Linked DNA regions of Anas platyrhynchos: all the other regions are linked to region 3. Evidence: chromatin contacts called from public Hi-C data. All regions are on one chromosome and are shown on one strand. Each heading gives the region's core, a stretch centred on a gene start, on an enhancer-like site or on the middle of the called end of the contact. The rest is flanking DNA. Distances are from core to core; before and after follow the strand shown. Region 1 holds the start of RBM26 (RNA binding motif protein 26). Region 2 has its middle 55 kb from the start of NDFIP2. Region 3 holds the start of SPRY2 (sprouty RTK signaling antagonist 2).

Region 1 (2,700 bases), core at 57-2,556, 450 kb before region 3:
AAGTGCCCCAGAATTTTAGTTCCTGCGCCTTACTCAAGTTATTTCAACATGAGCCATACAAATTGTATGTGTACATACGTATACTTAATTAATGTTTATGGAAGCCATAAACCAAATTTTCCCTCCCCCCCATCCATTACTGTCAGAGGTAATGGCCCATAGGGGCCACGCATCTCAGAAGAAAAGTTAATACCAGAATTAGCTTATAAGCTCTAGTTCTACTGACTCAAATCAAGCTCTAGAAACTTAATATAGCTCTGTTACAATTGTGTTTTGTAATGGTAAGTCAAGAGCATGTTTTGATCTCAAATATCTATAGGCACTATACTTCCAGAAGATGAAACCTTTTAAACTGAGTTCAGGTATTGATGCTATTAAAACATCATCCAGAGAAGGAAGGTGTGTATTACACGGATTATTTGCAGTAGAGTCCTAATTACTCACGTGGATGTTATACTCAGAGGCCCAGCAGGTACTCACAAATAAGCAAATTACTCTCTGGGGCTCCTACTCCCAAGAGCTTGTCAGAACTGATGCAACAGCGAGGGAAACACCAGAGTGTCAAATACTCAAAACGACCACGAATGATGGCTGAAAAATATTGGGGCGCAGACCCCAGAAACGCAAAATGCCTGTAGTATTAGACGTGATCCCTCTCAGAGAAGGGCACCGCACAGGGTGGAAGGCCGTGGCCATTACCCTGGCCTCGCCGGGGGGGAGCTGCGCGGGCTGCACACGCGTTACCTCCCGCTTACTCCGGGCTACAAAGGGAACGAGCACGGGCGCTGCCGATGAACGTGGTCGCTAGGGGGAGAAGCTGCATCCTGAAGAAAAAGACGGTCCTATCCCACCTACCTCCCAGCCGAGGACTGTGCCGGGAGAAGCGGGGGCACGGCACAGCCCCGGGCCCCCACGGAGGGGGACGAGGGGCAGCAGGAGGACACCTCCCGGGGTGCCTTCCCCTCCCCTGAGGATCCCCCTTTTTTTTTTTTTTTCCCCCAAAGGAGGATTTTATTTTGGAGGGGGAGGGAGAGGGGTAGGAGGGGGGCGAGGGAGAGCGAGGGGAAGGGTCGCGGCTACTCACATGGGCTCCAAGGTTTTGCTGAGCCAGGATTTCAGCGCCTCGAAGTTTTCTATGATCATTTTAACCACCATCCAGAGCGGCCCGGGCCCCCCGTCTCAGCCCCCCGGCAGCAGCAGCACCACCACCACGGACAAACAACGACGGCGGCGGGGCCCGTGCCGCCCCCCCGGCCGGGACCCCGGCAGCCGCCGCGCCTCCCCCCCTCGCCCCCCGAGGCTGAGGCCGATCCCGCTCCCGAGGCCGCCTCTCCCGGTTCGGCGGGGGCCCGAGGCCCAGCGCCACGAAGGGGGCGGAACCGAGCGGCGGCGGCTGCTCCCCGCTCCCTCGCCGGCAACCGCGGCCCCGCGGATCCCTTCCCCTTCTTCTTCTTCTCCTTCTTCTTCCCCTCCCCTCCTCCTTCTCTTCCTCCTCTTTCTCGGAGGCGGCCACCGGGCACGACGAGCTCCGGACCGCGCCGCGCCCCCCGCCCCTCCCGCGCCCCTCAGCCGCAGAGCGAGGCGGAACGAGCGAGCGAGCGAGTAGCTAAGATGGCGGCGCGGCGCTCTCGCGAGGAGAGCGGGTCTCGCGAGGGCTGGGCGGCGCGCGGGGACGGGCGGGGGGCGGGGCCGGGCCGGGCCGGGCCGCGGCTGGGGGCTGATGGCGCTGCTGGAGCCTCCTAGGGAAGGAGAAAGGAAGGAAGGGAGGGAGGAGCTCGGTTCTCGCTCCCCCGTGGCACAAAATTTCTCAAGTGTTTACAGATGGAAAATTAAAAAAAAAAAAAGAAGTTTCTTTTAAAAGAAAAAAAAAGTAAAAGTTTCTTTTAAAAAATAAAAGTTCTCAGCATTTTCCTCACCAGATCTTCATGCCCCGTGTTTTTATACTGGTTAGAATAAAGATTACTTTAAAAAAATAAACTTCTCAGCATTTCCCTGACTGATTGGTCACATCCCATGTTTTTATTACTGTTCAAAACCTCGAGGGAGGAGGGAGAGGTATTTTACACCCACCGGTGTCCATCTGGGTAAAAAACACCAATGTGGTCATCAAATCACTAGGGCTGGAAAAGCCCTCTAGGATCATCTGGTCCAACCATCCCCCTACCGCCAGTATCACCCACTAAACCATGTCCCTAAGCACTGCGTCCAACCTTTCTTTGAACACCAGCAGGGACAGTGACACCAACACCTTCCGATCACAGTGTAAACCCTGCCACAGCATGTGGCACTGCTTTTGGGAGCACAATCCCAGCAAAAACACATATTGATCTCAAAATGGAGGTTATCCATACGGTTCAGGCCTCGCAAGGCATGTTGAAGCTCTGCTCCATCTCCCCAGCCTCGGGCTCATGGGTTGGGCCCCCAAGAGGAGAGTCTGCAACAGTATGGGATTGGCCTGTGAGACATCTGAAATAGCAATAGGTGCTACTTATGTTTTTTTGTTTGTTTGTTTTGTTTTTGTTTTTGTTTTTCTGTACCGCACATTGACTGAGTAGTAAACAATAATGCCTGATGTGAGATTTCCTTCCTAGATTCTATCAGACTTCTGAAAGGTTGGCATCAGTCCTGAGAGGAGTGTTTCATATAGTTGATAAACAAAGGCAGATATCCGAGGAAATCATTCACTCTACCTGTCTGAGG
Region 2 (2,789 bases), core at 286-2,785, 350 kb before region 3:
CCCAGGGTAGCTGCATTCAGAGCTATCCTAGTCTCTAATTTGTTTGTGTGTTTGGACTAGCGGAAAACACTCTGCAGAGATTTCAGTGTGGAGTCAGCTTGTGTCATGGCTGTAACTCGGGTAAAGCAAATTTGGTCAGGCTCAAACTTTTTTGACCATTGAGCATCAGCATCATGCTCTTTAGCACATCTTCAGTATCCATATCAAATAGATAATTTTTTTTTTCATGGTAGTGAGAAATGAATATCAAGCTGAGGTATATAGTATTTAAGTGTTTTTAGGAACCTATGTTTTGGTGTATAGTTCAGGTATACAACAGGTAGAAGCTGAGTTTCTACTGTCAGGATCATTTCTATGTTTACTGTGAAGGAAAATATCATCCCCTGAGTATCCCAGCTCCTGACTGAGTGCTACTGCTAGATTAAAGAGTTAGTTATTCTCTTACCTTCTTTGCTTTGGACCAGCAGTCTCCACACTTGCTGCAGTCAGTCATTCACGTTGGAGGGGAGCACGGGAGGTAACCTAGTGCAAGCTCCTGTTTGAAGCAGGGCCAGTGCTGAGTTCAGATCACATTAGGACTTTGTCAGCTGGGTCAGTGATTTCACACACCCTCTGGACAGTTTGTTCCAGTGCTTCGTTATCCTCATTCATGATCATTACTGACCTAGTTTCCATGAGAGATACGGTCAGTGACTCCTTCCACAGTACCCCACAGCTCTGATCTCTCTCTCTCCTGGCATGTGAATCCCAGGCTTTGGGGCAGGAGGAAGGATGTCTTAGTTACTGAGTAGCCATGCAAACTGCTCAACTGTCAAGTGTAAAGAGGGAGAAAGAGTATTCAATCTCCAATGAACTGCTGACATTTCCAACACTGAAAAAGGGATGGCAGGCCTTCTACTTTTTTCACTGTCAGCTTCCTCAAGGATCTTACTGCCCAGAGCTCTGGATGCTGTAAATTCTCTTAATAGTTCCTAAAATTGTCACTTCTAGGAGGCCTCTTGCTCCCTACATGGTACTTTAGGTTTAAGTACCTAAATCACTTGGAGTGGGATTTATATCATCTAATTTCATTTACTTAAAAGTCTAGTCATTTAGTCTAAGCTATTCATGAAGGATTGCTCTGCAGTCAGATCAAGAGGCTCATCTGCAAATGATGTTTTTTCCATACCCAAAGTTTCCTGTCACAAATGGAGTCAACTGAATCAGTGTTGAAAAGTATTTGGACTGTAAGCTGCACCTTTCAGTACCTTTTAAAGAATGTGCCCTGCAGATTCTTAAGAAAACAATAGCTTTTGGTCACATTGAAGCTTGTTGAAGAGTTTCTCATTTATAGGAAACTGGCTTTTTCTTTCTTTGGCATTCTGTTGAGCAATTTACCCCTGCTTCCAGTGTTCCTGCCCTTTGGGCACATCTGTCCTGTGGCTGAGGATACTATAACTTCCAGAGCTGCCAATTTCTTGGGCTCCCCCAGGATCCTGCCTTGTATTTGGCAGTAGACTTCAGTCTGTGGTGTTTCAAATTAAATGGTTTGGGCGTTGTGAAATCCTGTTTTCCTACTGACTATTTCACAAGTAAATAAGGATCAGCTGTTTGCTCTTTTCTGATCCAAGAACTGAGGGAACATAATGAAGCAAGTATGCAGATGTTGATTTTTTTTTTTTTCTTCACAAAATATGACATTGAGCTGTGGTACTCCTTTCCCCAGTATTTTGGTATATTGCTGTGATTAGAGTGACCAAGTTATTTACAAAGACCAGAGAAATGAGAGAAACAGCTTTCCATGGTTATGCTTCTTTTTGGTATGGCTTGTAGGGTCTGTATGTTTTTGTGATAAAGCTGGCGAGGTGTGTTAAGAGTGCCAAGCAGCGAGCCTCCAGTCAAAATTTGTCATGTTCCCGGCATGTTTACCTAGTTTATGAATGGCATTTGTAGCTGTTATTTCTGGATTAATCACTACTTTAGATAGGCTTTGAGATTTCAGGAGTTCACCTAAGTTCTCTGAGACTTATGGCCTCATTTGACTCTTGGATACTTCTCCCATGAAAGAGATCCATCAGTTGTGAGTCTTAATTGGTAGGATAACATTTGTAGAATAACAAACCCCGCTCCACAAATGCTGTTACGCTGCTAGAAAACACTTTCAAGATATGAGCTACCTGAAGTCTAAATTGAGAGTTTCTGAGAGTTTCTGTGGCTTTTAGTATATTGCTAACAGTGTCACTGGCAGAAAGGGATCCTTGGTGCATGGCCAGTGGTGGAGAGTGGCTTACATCTGCACTACTGCTACCCAGCAGACCTGGAGCGGGCTGGCTGCATCCACACTACATAAGTCCACAGCACGTGGCCTTGACTGTAGTTGAGTCCTAAGTCAGAAGTGTTATTTTTGCATTTGTGTTTTAAGTCAAAGTGTCTGAAATGTGGCCTACACTGCAGCTTTTCAGGCTGGCACTTAGTGTGGAGCAGATGGTCTGCAATATTTTGAAGAGTTCAAAGGTTCAAAGGCTGCCGAGACAGTGTTTGGAGGATTCAGACCTGGTGCAGTCTTAGCCATGCTGCCTTTTGAGAGCATCTTCTGGAGTACAGTTTCTCGCCAGAACTTCATCCAAGTTTGGTCATGGGGAGAGAGCCTAGCTACAGCATCCAAAACAGCGCCGGAGAATGACCTAACAGCTCAGCAGTGCAGAAGATCAGGGCTCCAGTGCTTGCATTCAATCCCCAACTCTTTCATTTAGCAATGTGAACATAACCTTAAAACCTATTTCCATTATGATGCAAAATTACTTAGCTAC
Region 3 (2,700 bases), core at 70-2,569:
AGCTCCTCTCTGGGAAAGGAAGGAGAGGGGAAGGGGGGAGAGGGAGAACCTGTGCGAATGGAAAAGGGATCGGCCTCAAACATTTCCACGAGTTTTCTTGGAGCAACCAAGGGGGGGGGGGGGGGGTTACTGAAAAGCTTGTTTTGCAAAGAAGGAAAAGGCTCTCACCGTGATCGCGGCGCTGCACCAAACCCCTCTCTCTCTTGTATTTTCTTCTTCCTGCGGTTTGCAAATAAATCCAGCCCTAAAGCAAAAAAAAATTCTTTTCCAAACTCTGCTTTAGTCCAACTTGCAAATTAGAGTAAGAATGATCACCACGTAAAAAGTCCAGAGCAAAGTTAGGTCCCTATCCCCAGATCGATTATAAATACGTGTGTGCGCGTATATACTATAATAATAATAAAAACACCTCTCCGGATCTGGATGGGTTTTCTTTGCTCCTAAAAACAAATCACTCTCACATACACTTTCCTTTTTTCGTCAATGAACAGGAGGCCGAATCGCCAATACCAAGTCACTTTTTTGTTGTTGTTGCAAATGATCGAGAGGAAGGGGAAAGCCAAAGAAAACAAAATGAAGTGGATCTAAAATAAAATCCCAAAGCTTTCTTCCACTGAGCTCCTCCAAAAAAGCAACTTGTGCAATGTAGCCGTTCTGCTGAGAGGCTGCTCGCTGCAAGCTCCTCTACCCTCTCTCCCTCTAGCTTTCTCGCTCCCTCTGCGAGCGTGTGTTGCAGGCAGCGCTGTGGTTTGCAATCGGGGGGGTGTTTTGGGAGCGCAGCGGATTTGTGGTGGTGGTTGTTGTTGTGTGTTTGGAGGAGGTGGAGGAGGAGGAGGAGGAGGAAGATTTGAGATCTGAGCTGTAGGGGCTCGGCGTTTTTCTGCTCGCTCGCTCTCCCCCTCTCTCTCTTTTTCTTTCCGGAGGAGGTAGGGTGATCTCTCTGCAAAAGCAGCAGTAAATGGCGTCATGTGGATCTGAGGAGGAACAGAGCAGTTGTTGTCCCAGAGGATATATCGCATCCGGTCCCAGCTCATTGGCTCTGCGGGGCTACATTCACTGGCGCTCCCAGCGCCCTGCCAGCACTCCGAGCTGTGGGAGGCATTCAAAAGGGCAGCGCTGCCTCCGCCACCAGCACCGCTGCCACCAGCGCCCCGGCCCCGGCCTGGGGAGCCCCGCAGTCCCGCTCCCGGGGCCCCGCTGCTGCGGCCGCGCCGCCGCCCGGCTCCACCGGAGGCTGCTCCGTGCACGCTCGCACGGCGCTCGGGGCTGCTTTTGTGCTCGCGTGTGTTTATTCAGAGGCAGGCAGCGCTCGCTTTACAGGGCGGCCCAGGGGAGCTGACTTCTCCCGGGCAAGGAGACCCGTTCCCAGGTGCTTCCCTTCCCCCACTCCTGCCCCCCCCCCCCCCCCACACACACTCACTCAGTGGAATAAAACTTTAACTTTCTGTTTCCCCCCCCCCCCCCACAACACCACCCCTTCCTTTTCAGCAACAAGCCCCTGGCCAAGCCGGGGAGGAGGAAGAAGGGCTGCATATTCCTCGGGGCGTTGTGCCGCGGCTGAAAACGCAGGGGTGCGGAGCGGGGCCCCGGGCTCCGCAAGAGTGGGGGTGGTCGGGGGGGGGGGGGGAAAGCAGCAAATCCCCCGCAGGGTTTGCGGCGGGGGCCCGGGCCAGGCTGCTGACAGCGAGCCGCGGTGCTTTCCGTGCCCCGGGCGACGGGGGAGGGGATAGGATTAATTTTTATTTTATTTTATTTTATTTTATTTTATTTTATTTTATTTTATTTTATTTTATTTTATTTTATTTTATTTTATTTTATTTTATTTTATTTTATTTTATTTTATTTTATATTTTTATTTTATTTGTTTTTCTTTATTTCATTTCATTTTACTTTGTTTCCTTTTACTTTACTTGTTTAGGTTGCTTTTTTTAAAAAAGAAAAAAATAAAACTTGGTTGCTGTTGTTCTAGTTAATGCCCTTTCGCCTGTGGGAGCAGCTCCCAAACGTGACTGTTCATCTTCTGAGCGTCCCCTAACACGGTGCCCTTTGGGCGAGCTTCAGTCACCAACTGTCGCAGGGCCCGGGCATCTTGCTCCTACATGTATCTTTAAGCGCGCAAAGCAGTGTATCCACGTAGGCATGCACAGAGTGCTAATATGCCCGTATCACGTGTGGCCCTGCTTAAAATATACACGGCGTGCAGAGCAGTAATGCATTGCATTATTTACATGAGCTACTCTCGGTGCAAAAAAAATCCAACAGCCCTTTTTAAAATACTGGAGGCAATTTGCAGGCACTTCCTCTTCTACACCTGCTAGTCACCACTTTTTGAATGAGGTGGTCGTTATTAATAAACATAGAAGAAGAAGAAAAAAAAAAAAGAGCAGTATAATACACTGACGGCCTTCAGGTTTTCATAATTTTCTAGGTCGGTATCCATTCTTCCGCAGTAACACTGTGCAGCCACACGTTATTTTTCGTAGTCACTTCACGGGAGGATGCATCGGGTAGCACAGGTCCACATTCGTCCTCCCACGGGGACTTCACCAGCATATTCTGGGCACAATGCTGCTGCCCCGGCTCGGATGCTGCCCCCTTCCCGTCCCCACCCTCCTCGCCCCGGGGGAGACGCGGATGGAGCCCCTCTGCCGGAGCCCTGAGGAGCTCAGGGATCGCTTTTAGGGAGGGCTCCCCGCCAGA

What was found. A called contact is a pair of places that touch in the nucleus more often than the background predicts.
Region 1: a Hi-C map of subcutaneous adipose tissue shows a contact between it and region 3, with 2.4 times the contacts expected there. The contact joins the promoter of RBM26 here to the promoter of SPRY2 in region 3. A contact is called at or near these places in 2 of 8 Hi-C or Micro-C datasets (skeletal muscle and subcutaneous adipose tissue).
Region 2: a Hi-C map of skeletal muscle shows a contact between it and region 3, with 4 times the contacts expected there. The contact joins the enhancer-like site here to the promoter of SPRY2 in region 3. A contact is called at or near these places in 2 of 8 Hi-C or Micro-C datasets (skeletal muscle and subcutaneous adipose tissue).

Annotation. Positions count from the first base shown.
Region 1 is chr1:162,032,701-162,035,400 of IASCAAS_PekinDuck_T2T, reverse strand. RBM26 (RNA binding motif protein 26) reads right to left here and starts at 1,306. Exons shown (of 21, transcript XM_038181614.2): 1 at 1,085-1,306. The coding sequence starts at 1,155.
Region 2 is chr1:161,934,572-161,937,360 of IASCAAS_PekinDuck_T2T, reverse strand. No RefSeq gene overlaps it. Among named protein-coding and RNA genes, the nearest start is that of NDFIP2, 55 kb to the left of the region's middle. Within about 2 kb of position 1,535, at least 2 of the 8 cell types and tissues checked have an H3K27ac peak or open chromatin away from gene starts, as enhancers often do. A contact at or near this core is called in subcutaneous adipose tissue, where this site is marked.
Region 3 is chr1:161,587,156-161,589,855 of IASCAAS_PekinDuck_T2T, reverse strand. SPRY2 (sprouty RTK signaling antagonist 2) reads right to left here and starts at 1,319. Exons shown (of 2, transcript XM_027442997.3): 1 at 169-1,319.